Linked DNA regions of Cricetulus griseus: region 1 is linked to region 2. A link is a contact called in public Micro-C data. All regions are on one chromosome and are shown on one strand. The core of a region is the stretch at or near the end of the contact, and the rest is flanking DNA. Distances in the headings are between cores, read along the strand shown. Region 1 overlaps LOC100766031 (nidogen-1). Region 2 holds the start of LOC100766031 (nidogen-1).

What was found. A called contact is a pair of places that touch in the nucleus more often than the background predicts.
Region 1: a contact with region 2 is called in a Micro-C map of the CHO-K1 cell line, with 2.1 times the contacts expected there. The contact joins the enhancer-like site here to the promoter of LOC100766031 in region 2. A contact is called at or near these places in 2 of 8 Hi-C or Micro-C datasets (both in the CHO-K1 cell line).

What each region holds. Positions count from the first base shown.
Region 1 is chr3:236,761,016-236,768,145 of CriGri-PICRH-1.0, forward strand. It overlaps LOC100766031 (nidogen-1), which reads left to right. Exons shown (of 20, transcript XM_027409438.2): 15 at 140-266; 16 at 4,375-4,546; 17 at 5,704-5,861; 18 at 6,812-6,935. Among named protein-coding and RNA genes, the nearest start is that of Lyst, 78 kb to the right of the region's middle. Within about 2 kb of position 1,621, at least 1 of the 6 cell types and tissues checked has open chromatin away from gene starts, as enhancers often do. A contact at or near this core is called in the CHO-K1 cell line, where this site is marked.
Region 2 is chr3:236,686,033-236,693,133 of CriGri-PICRH-1.0, forward strand. It overlaps LOC100766031 (nidogen-1), which reads left to right and starts at 4,958. Exons shown (of 20, transcript XM_027409438.2): 1 at 4,958-5,235. The coding sequence starts at 5,011.

The DNA of each region.
Region 1 (7,130 bases), core at 371-2,870, 72 kb after region 2:
TCAACAATAAAAAACATGAATGAACAAAACATATTTGCTTTCTATAAATACTATCTGAGGGTGTATAGGTACATAGGAAGATCCAAGGCAAGACTAGCTGGTGGGTAAACTGTTCTCAATCACTGGGTATCACTTCCAGGCAAAAGTCATCATTGGACTGGCCTTTGACTGTGTGGACAAGGTGGTTTACTGGACAGACATCAGTGAGCCTTCCATTGGGAGAGCCAGCCTACATGGTGGAGAGCCAACCACCATCATTCGACAAGGTGAGCAAGCAAATATTGTCCCTTGAGGTGCTGCTTCTAGCACACACTGCTCTTGGCAGGAGGTGAAGGATAGAGAGTAAACTGTTTGCCTTGCAAGGGGCCAGGTCCTCTGTCTTCACACTCTACCCTTTTCAACTCCCCTGAAATTTTCCACAGGTCACTTGAGTCATTAAATCTGGGACATTCTGGCTGAGGTTAGCTGCTTGTCTCAGGATAATAAAACTGAAACAAGGCAGGTGCCCATACCTTTCTCTGGAAGCTGACATGGTCCATCTCTTTGCATTCCATTTCTTCTGTAGCTTCTGAACCTACAATTGCTTCTCACAGAGTCTGCTCTACCGTGTGCTCCATGAGGGCTTTATCAAAGGCAGTGGATGGACAGAATAGTCAAAAAACCTACAAGCATACTGATAGACACTTACCCAGAAGTTGAAAACTATTTATTTGATTTTTGAGGCAGCATCTCATGTAACCTAGGCTACCCTCAAACTCATTAAGTACCTAAGGATGACCTTGAACTCATGATCTTCCTGCCGCTACCTCCCAAGTGTAGGTTTATATGCCTGCACCACCACTGGCTTGTTTATTTATTTATTTACATCTTCAGCCTAACATTCTCCCAACTGAACTATTTTGGCTACTATTTATTTATCTTAACCCATTGTTCGGCAGCCTTGGCTAGCCTGGAAGTCCTGCTTCTCTTGCCTCTTCTCCCTGGTACTGGATCATAACTGTATATCAGCACAGCCATCTCTGAAAGTAGAGTCTATTCCCAACGCTGTATTGGAGTTAAAGAGCTATTATTTCAATGGAAGGCATCTTGAGATCTTCCCTAACTCAACACATCTTTCCTGTCCCTAGTTCTAACCTGGAGTCCAACTAGCTGGGATCACTTCTCACAGAGAATTCTGTTTTGGTTAACTTTTGATAAAGTGTGTGTTCTTGTTGACACAGACCAACTTTAACATTTAACCTCATGTAGATGCCTTCTTGAACAAGGAAATATACATCATTTTAATACCTTCATTCAATAAATAGAGTAGCAAGGCACACTGCTATAGGCGTGTCTTCCTAGCTATTTGAGAGGGTCACAAGTTCAAGGTCTTCCTGGGTTACAGAATGAGCTCCAGGTCAGCCTGGGTAAACTTGTAAGACCCTGTCTCAAAATGAAAAGTTACCTGAGGGCTGGGGAATATAGCTCAGTGCTAGAGCATTTGCCTAGCGCGTGTGAGGTCCTGGGTTCATTCCTCAGTTCGTTTAAATCTATTTCACATGAGTATGTTTAATGAGTCTACCCAAAACTCCAGGATTTGTAAAAGGTCCCTGTACCGAAATGGTCAAGGAACTTGAACTGATTCAATCATGACTCATTGGCTTGGGGAATATTTTTTCTCAGAAGGCATTGTCATGCTGCCATTAGCTGTATGAAGTCTCTACTTCCTCTGCAAAATACTCAGGTGGAAGATACACCTTCCAAAAATAAGCCTTGTTTTGTATTTCCTTCAGTTTGGGAGCCAGATGCAGCCTTTCAACTTCTAACTCAGCATGCCTCTTACATTAGTATTCTGTAAGGATCCACCCCGTGGCCAGTTCCCTTCTTCCTATTTCCTTACTTAGAGATAACACAGCAGGAATCAAGCTGAGGCTGAGTGAAACAGCGTTGGCTTTGCACTTGGCTCTTGGAATCCTTTTCTGGAAGCTGACAGGCTGTTTAGATGATATTGGTTAGCTTTCATGCTCTGGCGTAATGAAGGAACTTTAAAAATGCCTTTTTGCCTCTTTGTTGAAAATGTTGCTGTTATCTGTGATTTGATTTCAAAACCCAGTGGAAGAGGGGAATAGGTCACTGTCTGCTATTTCCTGTTGCTTTTGGCGCCTGAAATCAGCCCAGGGACCTTTAAGCTCAGTGAGAACTGTAAGAAAGACTAAAATTGACTGACTGTGAAAGCACACAGAATTAACCAAAAATGTGATCTTGACTGATTTCCTTTTCACACAGCAGTAAGGGAAAACCCCTTGCCAGCTCCTTTTCCTCAACACAGTTAGGGGTTTTTGTCCAGCCCATTCCTCAACAAAGCGTTGCCCACAGAGCCATATTTTCTTTGTTGGAAGGAGAAATGGCTCAGTGGCTCTTGAGATCAGGACCTGGGCTGTGTAGAAGGTGACAGTGTGACATAAGTTCCCAATAGGCTTCTTTTGGATGGCCTGTAAAGACACTCTGGGTAGCTCCTCTCCCTTCAGTATTGAAAGCTGTGCAGGGTGATCCCACGGGATGTGCTCATTCCAAGTTTTCCCCAAATTGATTGGCTGCTGGGGTATGTGTGTGCATGTGCCTGTGCGTTTGTTTGTATGTGTGTGTTTTTTGTTTGAAAGCCACAGGGAGCCCCTGGGAGACAGTTTCATTGTTTCTGGGCCTCTTACAGTGTGGGAAAGACCTTAGCCTTTATACAGCTCTTCTTTGGGTATGAATGATAAACCATATGTGAATCATTTGTGATTCTGAATCACTGTCCTCTGGTTGGACTCCTGTCAGAGGCTTGTGTGTGTATGTGTGGGTGGTGGGTGCATATGCCAATATCAGGTGATTCCCATAATCACTCTTCACCTATTTGTTGTTGAGATGGGGTCTCTTACTGAACCTAGAGCTCATCAATCGGGCTAGCCAGGAGGCCAGCAAACCCCAGTGATTTTTTTGGTTTTTGCCTATCTAGTGCTGGGATTACAGGTGGTTTCCAGCACTCCTGGCTTTAATATGGGTGCTAGGAATTGAGCTTAGGTTTTCATGCTTGCACAGCAAACACTTAACGGACTGCGCCAGCTCCTGAGCCCCGCAGGAACTTTGCTGTTCCCGAAGCATGCTGTATTCTAGGAAAGGCTGAGGTGAGAGGTTGACTTGCTTGTATATGGGTGAGAGTGTGCAGGGATGATATTCTCAAATGCCACATGCCTGGCGCAGTGCAGCCTGGTGGGTTGCCTTCCTGCTCACACCCCAACCAAGCTAAACAACCTTCAGTCCTTCTCTGCCTAGAACAGGGAAGAATCTCAAGGATGCCAGTGAATCCTACAATGTCATTTCCTATTTTTAACTTACAGTGACTTACATGGAGTATTTGTTTCACAGTGCCAACCCATGTCTTGATTGCTGTTGTTTTTTTGTTCAGTGAAGATTGTGGGGGAGTGTAATTTATAATCACCAAACACCTTCTTTTTACCCTTTACACTCGTATTCAAGTACTAACAGTGTGATCAGCAATATTTTTTCCTGAAATGCCTCCTGCCCTGTAATTACCAAGGAAGAAAATCTACCATTCCATCTTCACTTAGGATTCCATGTGTCCTGTTCATCTGTGAGATACACTCTGAATTCCATCCTCCTTTCTTTCTTTCTTTCTTTCTTTCTTTCTTTCTTTCTTTCTTTCTTTCTTTCTTTCTTTCTTTCTTTCTTTGGTTTTTCGAGACAGGGTTTCTCTGTGTAGCTTTGGAACCTATCCTGGCACTCACTCTGGAGACCAGGCTAGCCTCGAACTCACAGAGATCCACCTGCCTCTGCCTCCCGAGTTCTGGGATTAAAGGCATGCGCCACCAATGCCCGGCTCTATCCTCTTTTCACTGAGGGCTTCTCCCTCACTCTCATGGGCTCTAGCCGTATAAAATTACTTGCAGCTCACTTCTAGCCATTTGTAGTCTTCTTTATATCTGAAAGTACTTATTCAAGATCTGATAAACTCCCATTGGTCTTTCAGGAACCAGCTTCTACAGGTGTCCACTTCTCCAGAACCCTTCCCTGGTGAACTCAGGCTGATCCTGTATCTATAGCTGCCCATAGAAACTAGACCCCAGCTTGAATGGTGGTTGGCTGTGGGCTTCTTAATAGACAGGGCTGCATCTTTGTCACAGTGACCTTCCAGGTTCCCAGTGTGGTACCCACTGGATGGGTGAGGATGGATGGGTAGCATTTTTGAATTTGTTACTTGGGAAATTGCTCATCTTATAAACAGTAAGAATTTCATATTCCCATTTGGTTTCTCAAGGTTTTACCACCATGTCTAAGACAATTGAATAACCAGAGAACTCGTAGGCTAGGGTATGACTCAGTGTTTCCGTCTAGATCTTGGAAGCCCTGAAGGCATTGCCCTTGACCATCTCGGCCGCAACATCTTCTGGACAGACTCTCAGCTAGATCGGATAGAAGTTGCAAGAATGGATGGCACACAGCGAAGAGTGCTGTTTGACACGGGTTTGGTGAACCCCAGAGGCATTGTGACAGACTCCGTAGGAGGGTATGTGTGCCTACTAAAATGTGTAAGTCTCTCTTTTGGTCTCTGGCTTGTTTTGGATGGTCTCAGAGGAGGTTCTAATGACAGCATTGCTCTCCTGAGATGTTTCATCCATGCAAGATGAAGCCGAGTCTACAAGCTGATGATATACAGGCATAATTACCACAAGGTGGACTTCATGCTATGTCCCAGTTTCACATTTTTGTCAAGAGACTTTGTATGGTGACAGCTCAGAAATCAAGTAATTTCTATATAGTGAATGTGAACTGATGCTCCAATTGCATGAACGCTGTGAAAATGTTGGGTTGGCCTAACCATGCCTCTGGCACTGCTTGTTGGTGTAGATGTGACTTGAGTATCCTGGAGTCCCCTTCTTGAGGGGCTCTTTAGCCCATTGCGGCTTTCTCTCTTTTCACCCGATGGCAAGCTCTCAGTGTTTCACCCCAGACCCCAGCTCCTAGATATTTTGATACTTTTCCCTTGGAGACAACAATCCCTTGTGCTATGGCCACTCAGCTACCTCACATATGGCAGACATCTCAATCACTACCTTGCTGGTATCTACATCCTGCTGTAGTCAAACCACATTGCTCCACTGTGGCCTCCTGCATAGGTTTATTATTCAGGGAATTACTGTTGGTTTGTGTCAGGTCCACAGTTTATGTGCACACATGTGTGTTTGGTAACAAAACTTGTATATCATTCTTCAGGTGGTGTCCACCTTTTGCACCCTGAGCAAGGTCTCTAACTAGCCTGTCCCTCCCCAAGTAGAGCAGGCTGGCTATCCAGAGAGACTCAGTGGCCCACCTGCCTCCTCCCCAGAACTGGGATACAAACCTCAGTCACTATGCTTGGCATTTTTTTTCTTCTGTGGTGCTGGGGATTGAATGCAGATCTTCACTTTACCCTCTAAGTGACCCCTCCCCTCCACAGGACCTCCAAATTTTCTTGATAGCTTTTCCAAGATACTATAAAGGAAATGGAATTTGCTAGTAACAGATAACCCAATTTGAATAAAGAGTCAAGGTAATCCTAGAAGAATCCATCTGAGCTTCTCAGAGTCTCACTTAGCTGTGTTGTTTTCCTGTCTCTTCCTCCCTGGTTCTCTAAAAATGTTTTCAGGATCTCACTTCCTCTTTCTCCACTGTTACCTCTTCAAGGAACCTTTATTGGACAGATTGGAACAGAGAAAATCCCAAAATTGAAACTTCTTACATGGATGGCACCAACCGGAGGATTCTCGCACAGGACAACTTGGGCCTGCCTAATGGCCTGACCTTTGATGCATTCTCGTCTCAGCTCTGCTGGGTGGATGCAGGTAACAGGAAGCTTGAGATCATGGAATATGGTTCTTCATTTTCTTACTCTTCTTGCTCTAGTGAGTTGGCAAATCTCATCCACTGCCCATTTGTGTATAGCGAACAAGCTCAGAATTGTTTTTTATATTGTTAAATGTTGCCATTTTAAGTGTTGTTATAAACACCTGGTACCATCCTTGGTTTTACCTTTTGGCCTGCAGAACCTGAAATAATTGCTATATGGCTCTATAAAAAAATGGCCGACTCTTATTTTGGTGGGAGGTTACTGAGCCCTGCTTGAACTTAGGATCCAGAGATAATATAGCATCCTGCATCCCTGATGTGGTCCTGCCTCGGCTGTGCAGTATGTCCCTCAGGCTTGAGATAAGATGTAAGAAAGATGCTTATCCAGGAGGCCCACCCTTCATCTCTCCTTGTGAAAGTTTGTGGTTGAGTACCTTCTCTGTCCCACAACTAACTAGGACAAAGAGTGCAGTGTGAATACTTACATGCTTATACAAGCCTATGACAGCCATTCTGCAGGTGTTAGTGGCAGGTTAGTCACAGCTGCTGATCTGTTGCAATTCTTCAGCACCCCAACTCTTGGTAGAAAGAGTCTGAAGAGGCTTAGAGGGGAGGTACTTGAGCAAAAGCCAGAAAATAGTGGGGTTCCTATTGAAACAAAGGGCTGGGAAAGCCAGGACAGGCTGTGGCTTCTCTACCCTAGCTTATGTCTCCTCACTAGGTCCAGGTGTGGGTGCTGGAACTCAGGAGGGTATAGGTTGATGAAAGGGAAAAGACAGGAAGTAGAAACAGAATGTCGGTGCTCAAGAACCAGCCCTCTGTGTTGCCCAGGACATGTCATTGCAATACTGAACTCCTCCTCCCTTGTCTTTCAGACTCTTGTTTTCTGACACAAAGGGTCCATTTCTTACATGAACAATGACCAACTTGTGTTTGCTGCACACAGGCACCCATAGAGCAGAATGCCTGAATCCGGCTCAGCCCAGCAGTCGCAAGGTTCTCGAAGGGCTCCAGTATCCTTTCGCTGTGACGAGTTATGGGAAGAATTTGTACTACACAGATTGGAAGACGTACGTAGGCTGCTGTCACGTGAGCTGGGCAGAACTGTGTCCTTCCCTTTGTCTGTGGAGGCCTTTGCATCTGGCCTCTTGTCCTAACCTTTGACCTCCAGTGATGCCTGCTTCTTACCCCCTCCTGGCTGTTAGTAGATATGGAAGAAGGTAGAGGAAGAGGGCTGGCAAATCTCAGAGAGGAGCAGAGGTGCT
Region 2 (7,101 bases), core at 3,708-6,207:
CTGCTTCCATGTATATCTGCACACCAGAAGAGGGCACCAGGTCTCGTAATGGATGGTTATGAGCCACCATGTGGTTGCTGGGAATTGAATTCAGAACCTCTGGAAGAGCAGTCAGTGCTCTTAACCTCTGAGCCATCTCTCCAGCCCCCTCTGAGATCTTGTAAGCAACAGCTAGACATGAATAGAATCATATCTGCTGGAGAATTACAGTTGTGAGTTGCCAGGATACTGGGAATCAAATGCAGATTCTCTGCAAGAACAATAGACATTCTTAACTGATGGTTGTAGGGAGACACCCTAGCCCCGCCCCATGGCAACCCGGACAGGCATGTTTACTCGCCCATGAGGGCAGGGTAAAGGGAAGTCGGGGTGATGTAAGGGAAGGTTCTTAAGGGCTGCACGTGGAGACGCTGGCCCCTTCTCTCTGGCCGCACTAGCTTGCTTCCAGTGAGCTCGCTCTGGCTTGCGTCTTGCTCTGGTGTTTACCTGAATACAGTCTTACCATCACGGACTACAGTTCATCTTTGAGCGCAAGCGGTAACCCTTAAGAGATGGTCATCTCTCCAGGTCCCATACTGGCTAAGAATTGGCCAAATGCAAACATCAGGATCTTTCTCCCTAGTTCCCACCTTCCTACTGCTGGAATCACAAGCATGGGCCACTACACTCATCTTCATTTTTTTATCTTAAATTTTAAAAAGAAATGTTTACAGTGTTGGAGATCAACTAAGACCCTTGTATACACTAAATTGTTCTTAAAAGAATCACTAATGCCTGCAGTGAGACATACACCTGTAACCCCAGTACTTGGAAAGCTGAGGCAGGACAATTGCTAGAGGTTTGAGGCTGTCCTGGGCTATGCTGAGTACCAGGCAGTTAGCCAGAGCTATATAACAATATCTTGCCTCAAAAATAAATAAAACAGCCTTATTAAAATTTTATATTTTTTCTTGTTTCCATTTTCATGTGTGTGTGTATGAATGTTTTAAATGTGTAGAAAAATATGTCTATGGGCACACATGTGTGGGTGCATGTGCTCTTGCATCACACAAATGTGGAGGCCTGAGTTTAATACAAGGAATCATCCTCAATTATTCTTCTACCTTATTAAGGCAGGGTCTCTCAATCAAATCCAGAGTTCACTGATCTGGCTAGTCTTACTACATAGCTTATCCTCTGGGGAACCTCTGTCTCTTCAGAGGCTAGCATTCCAGGCAGGCTACCACACCCAACTGACATCCTTGTGGTTTGGGGGCTCATAACTCCACGTCTTCAAATTTTCAGGTGCTTTAATCTACTAAGCCACCTCTTGAACCCCTTGTTTTGCTTGTTGAGACAGGGTTTCATGCAGCCTAAGCTGACTTCAAACCCTTCTATGTAGTCAAGGATGACCTTGGCCTCCTGTCCTGTCTTTATCTCCCACGTGCTGGGATTACAGATCTATGGTACCATATCTGGCCCATTAAGGTTTTAAACAGTTAATTTTTTCATTGTTGCACACAGTGTCCTATAGATAGGACATGGATCCTTGGCCAAAGAGAGAGAGAGAAAAAAAAATCACATGAGACTAGAGAAAAAAAACCACACTATTATAAATAATTTTGTTGTTTTGCCCTAGGCTGGCATTGAACACAGCATGCAGCTGAGGATGACCTGAACACCTGATCCCCTGTTTCTACCTCCTGAGTTCTGGAATTACAGGTGTGTACCACCACACCTGGCATTTATATATATTTGGAAAACTTCAAAGCAGTTTATGAAGTAAAGTTTCTGTGATGAAGTTTATAAGAAGCATCTGGGGACTATAACTCCGAAAGGAACAAGGACACAGTCCACAGTCCACAGTGTCCTGGCTGGAGACTGAGAATCTGAATCACATCTCCCAGGGACTGGTCAATGTGAAGTGAGTGCAGGGCTATAAATAGTGACAGCCAGTTTACAGTACAGGGTGATGAAGTAAGGGACCATAAACATACATAAATAGAGCATGGCTGTTAGCTATAAACACTGGACCAAATGCATCTACTGTGTAGACAGAGACTGGGGGCTCTGTTTAGCTTGGAGAACCCTCGATAACTATAGAAAGGCAAGATGGCATACCATTTTGGGGGTCAAACAAAGCAAGGTTTGAACCCTTGCTCTTTCACTAGCTGTATGAGACCAGATGAGTTACCTTCCCCCCTACAAATGTGACTCCCCAAATCTACCATGTGGCCCTTGACTGTACCAGTGCTAGGCTCTATGCCAGAGAGAGTACCAAGTAGAAGCAAAAAAAAAAAAAAAAAAAAAAAAATCCCACAAGCATTATTTCCCTTCACTCTGTGTATCTGCTGGGCCGTTATCTTGCCTTTCTCCCCCAGGACATTGCCAGTTTCTCATAAAAAGGATTATGTATTTGTGGCCTTGGTATCTGACTCCTGGCACCTTCTCAGAGGATGTTGAGATAATCAGCCTCAGGAAAACAACATGTTCAGATAATAAAGGTAGCTTAGCATTAACTGGATTATGTGCTCAATGACTAGCTCCATCTGACTTCAGGGGTGACATTTTCTAACCTTCATAACAACAATTCCTTGATTGTCCCTGCGAATATCCCAATCAAATAGAGCGATACAGAAACTGTGCGATCTTTCCCTGCTTGTGCAGCTGGTTAGTGGGGGTGGGAGGATGCAGGAGGAGGCAGGCTCTGATCCTACAGTCACCAAGAAGAATTCCACCAGCCAATGGGAGTTTCAGCAGCTGTCTGAGTACCAAAAAGGGAGAGAATCTGTGAGAAGGATAACCGCATTCCAGGCACTGAGTACAGCTTCGGGACAGCCCTGATATGTGACAAGCTTGGGATGGGGGTTGAAAGAAAAAGAACAGTCTCGGGTAGGCAAAAGCTGGTGGGCTTTTGGCCTCTAGTAGCTCTCAGTGGTGTAGGGGTTCATGTGTATTCTGTGCAGTTGAACCCAGGGCCTCTGTATGAAGTTCTGTGACTGAAACAGGCCAAGCTAAGGTCCAGGACCCCAGACATCAGCCAGGCTATGCATAGGTGGCATAGGGTTGGTAGGGAGCTAGGAAGTGTAGCTGGGCTTATGAAGGGGATCAGAGAGCTGCACAACAGATCTGCCACACAGACACCACCATCCCTCTTTAGTGAGGGGGATGATATAAGCAGCACAAATACAACTTAACGTAGATGTTAGTTAATGCTTTAAGTGCAGTATAAACAACACAGGTGGAGGGGCTTGATGTGTATAAAGCCCTTGACAAGTCTTGAGTTCCCACATTGCAAATAAACTAATAAGCTAATAGCCAGCTGGGTGTGATGTAATTCCAGCGCTCAGGAGTCTGAGGCTAGTAGGTTGCCATGAACTAAGACCAGCCTGGACTATGTAACGAGACCCTGTCTCAAAACAAAATAAGTCCCTGGCCAGATTGTTTGCCTAGTATGCCTAGCCTGTGTGAAGCCCTGGGTTTCATGCTGGGGAGGAGGTATGTGTGTGCATAAGCAGAACTGGAGAGAGAGGTCAACTGGGCAAGGTGTTTACCACGCCAGCAGGAGGACCTGTTATTATGAACCCAAGAGGAAATACTGTCCACAGAAACACTGGGTGTCTAGCAAACTCTTGGTATCTGTTACTGCTGACGACTCAAGAGTTTAAATGAAAAGGATCCCCTCCCCCACACCCTCCCATGAGTCAAGAGCCGTATTCCATTTACCTTTTCATGATTTTGCTGGTTCAAGGCTCACATTCCGCACCAGTCACATCACACATAATTTTCTAAGTACTAGGAGAACTAATGGAGGTTCCAGGCCTTTACTTTCAGCCGCAGGGAGGAAGCAGGGGCATCCTGTTGACCCCTCTGAGGGAAGGGTGGATATCCATCCCATACTCCAGCATCCTCTTCCTTGCTCTCACAGCGGGCACTGGTTTTTCAGTTTTTAGCTGGAATTCAACTTTAACGTCATTTCTTTTAGGCTCATTCTTCCTACCACTGTAATGTCTATTAGATTAATTCCCCTCTCAACTACCCCACTGCACCCCAAGTCCCCAAGAAGGTTGTCAGGCCTCTCCCTGTATTTTCAATTAACCTAGTGTCAAATTAATGACCAACTGCTGATTTGAAATATCACTTAGAAGGCCCGTGTCTCATTATCAAGAACTGTCCAGGGGTCTCTGAGTCTTAGGGGAGCTCAGATTCTCGGATTCGTTGTTATTCAGCTTTATTTGGATCACCCCAAATTCTCTGTAGGGAGATGTCTGGTCCTTGGAACCCAGCCTGCTCTGGCCTTCTACCTCCCAGGCCATCTTGATGAAACTGCCTTACTTCCAGAAGACCTGGTTTGATTCCCAGCACATCACGAGAAGCTTTCTCTGGACAATTACTCGAGTCCCAATGTTTTTTTTTTTTTTTATTGTTTGGAGCTCCAGCAAAACTTACTTGAATTGTGTCCCATACTTATGACTTTGTCTGGCAGGTGTGGGTTCCTGTTTCCTGCGGAATCTCATAACTAAAGGAACCCAAAATCAGAAACTCAAAAAAAAAAAAATGCTCAACGAATGATTGGATGAATAAAGGCACACATATTTTGTTAGGCCTTTTGCTAAATTCCAGCACCAGCCCAGTCTTCCCCCTGGTGTGGGCTATGTCCCTGGTTCCAGAATATTTGTTTCCGGGTTGTCTGCTCTCCAGGAATTAGCCTGACTGCAGAATGCTGTTGCAGAGTCCCTTCTTTCTGGATGGGAGCCCACCGTCGGATTGGGTCGGGAATTCAGGGAACCAACGCCCACTGCTGCGCCAGGACCTCGGGGTCGCCCCTCTTCCTCCCACTCGCAGCTATTGGTGGACGGGGCGGGCGGGCGAGCCCTCCCGATAGCCCCTCGGCTCCCCTCCCCTATTTCCCGGGGTGGGGACACCGGGAGGCGGGAGTCGAGGAGGGGCTGCCAAGGGGCGTCGGGTTACATCTCCGCCTCCTCCGCCTGAGCTGGAGCAGCCGGGGTTGCGGGACTACAGTTGGGAAACATGCTGGACGCGAGCGGCTGGAAGCCCGCGGCGTGGACATGGGTGCTGCTGCTGCAGCTATTGCTGGCGGGGCCCGGAGACTGCCTGAGCCGTCAGGAGCTCTTCCCCTTCGGCCCTGGGCAGGGGGACCTAGAGCTGGAGGCCGGGGACGACGTGGTGTCCCCCGCTCTGGAACTGATCGGAGAGCTGAGCTTCTATGATCGTTCGGACATCACGTCGGTCTATGTGAGTTGGAGCCGGGCGGGGAGCAATACCAGGGTACGCTGGGGGCGCCTGTCCAGAGAGACAGATGTGAGACCTGGGCGTCGCCCGCGGGGACCCGATAGGTAGCTGCCGGGAGCGGGCGCTCCGCTGGTTCTGTGCACCTAGAGGATTCTCATTGCCTGTATGTGACTGTCACCTCACGAGCACGCGAGGTCTAGGGTGGTATCTGCTTCCCGGATTCACCCATCTCCGCGTGCGCCCTGCCTAGAACCGGGGACCTCGGGTGGAGTTTTCCTTCTCTGTTCAGTGTGCCTCTCGCCTTTGTCCCGAGCCTTCCTTCTGGGACAGGTCCCGGTACCCCGCTGCGCAATGGCTAGAATTGGGTCACAGCCTGCACGCGTGCAGAGAGACTTTGCTGATGGCGAGCTGGAAAGGACAGGGGAACCGTGTTGCCCCGCCCCAGAGTTCAGCGACAGCCCCTGCATCTGTGTGCGTGGGTTCTGGCTACGTCTTGGCAGAGATTTTGCTTTCTTAGCTGAGCTCGTTTCAGAGTCCAGAGGTCAGGGCTGGGAACTCAGGGCGTCCCGGTGATCCAATTTCCTGTAACTGAAGTTGTCACCCAAGGGCCCCAGATGAGGAGGGGGACCCGCATGACCTTTTAGGTGCTCGAACCTCCCCAGGGCCGATAGGGCCTTGGCGCGCTGTCTGCCTGGTCAAGCTCTTTCGTGCTGCTCCAGCACACCATGTGGATTTGATATAAAGCTTGTGTGCATTCCACAAGTGGGGGTACTATACACTCGGCGGCTGGGGCCTGTCCTGCGGGGGAGTGACTGTGCTCCCGGCCTGATCAGGGCAGATAGCGTGGGGCAACACCCACGTGCAGCTTATCAGCTTTGCCTAGAAAGAATGAGTCCTTAGTCACACCCACAAAGAGCTCTCACCCGGTGTTGGCTGATTGCCCTGACCCTCGTGGGAAGCCTGGAGAAGCCTACAGACTTAGTTTAGCATGCTTTCAAGTACACACAAAATAAAATCCTTCACCTTACTGAAGAACCCATCTTGTTGAACACACATCAATATATTAAAACATATACTCAAATTTTATGTAGTATTGAGGCTTCTCCCGCCTCCCCAGCGCCCCCTCCTCAATTGGGGATCTAGGGATCAAATCCAGGGCCTCCCGCATGAAAGACAAGCACTCTACCAACTACATTACATTCCGGCCATCCTGTTTCTGTTAAGCCACGTGAAGTACTGTGAGTAGAGGTAGCACCAGCAATGGGTTAGGGTGGATCTGAGATTCGATCAGAGGCTTATCAGTAGATATCTGCCAGACTCCACGTGGGACATGAAGAAAGTGGCAAGAAACCATGGTGGTATTTGCCTGAAATCCCACACTTGGGAGTAAAGGAAGGAGGCTCTGGAGTTAGGCTAGCCTGGACTATGTATGGGGTTTTAAAATCTGTCTTTAAAAGGCAGGAAATAGCCTGTGAGGTGATTCGGTGGATAAAGGCATTTTACTTGTCAAACCTGACAACCTAAGTTCATATCTCCATCCCTAGGACCCACATGGTGGACGGAGAAAACGGAGTGATCCAGGTTGTCCCCCACCACCATGATTTTAAAACATCCCCAAACAAGCAAAGCACCAGACCAGGCAGACCAGACAGAGCTGGGGTCAAGAGACTTTAGCCTGATTTTACTCTGGTGCTGGAAGCCACCAAGGAGGCCAGATGGAGAGTGTCCTGTGTCTAGCAGACATTAGACCCAATAGTCAGGGACAGGAAGTGGAAGTCTGGAGACACTTGTTTATAAAGGGAAAGAGTAAAATAAATACATAAATAAGTTGGAGGTGGTGGCATAGGCTTGTAATTTGTGAGTTTGAAT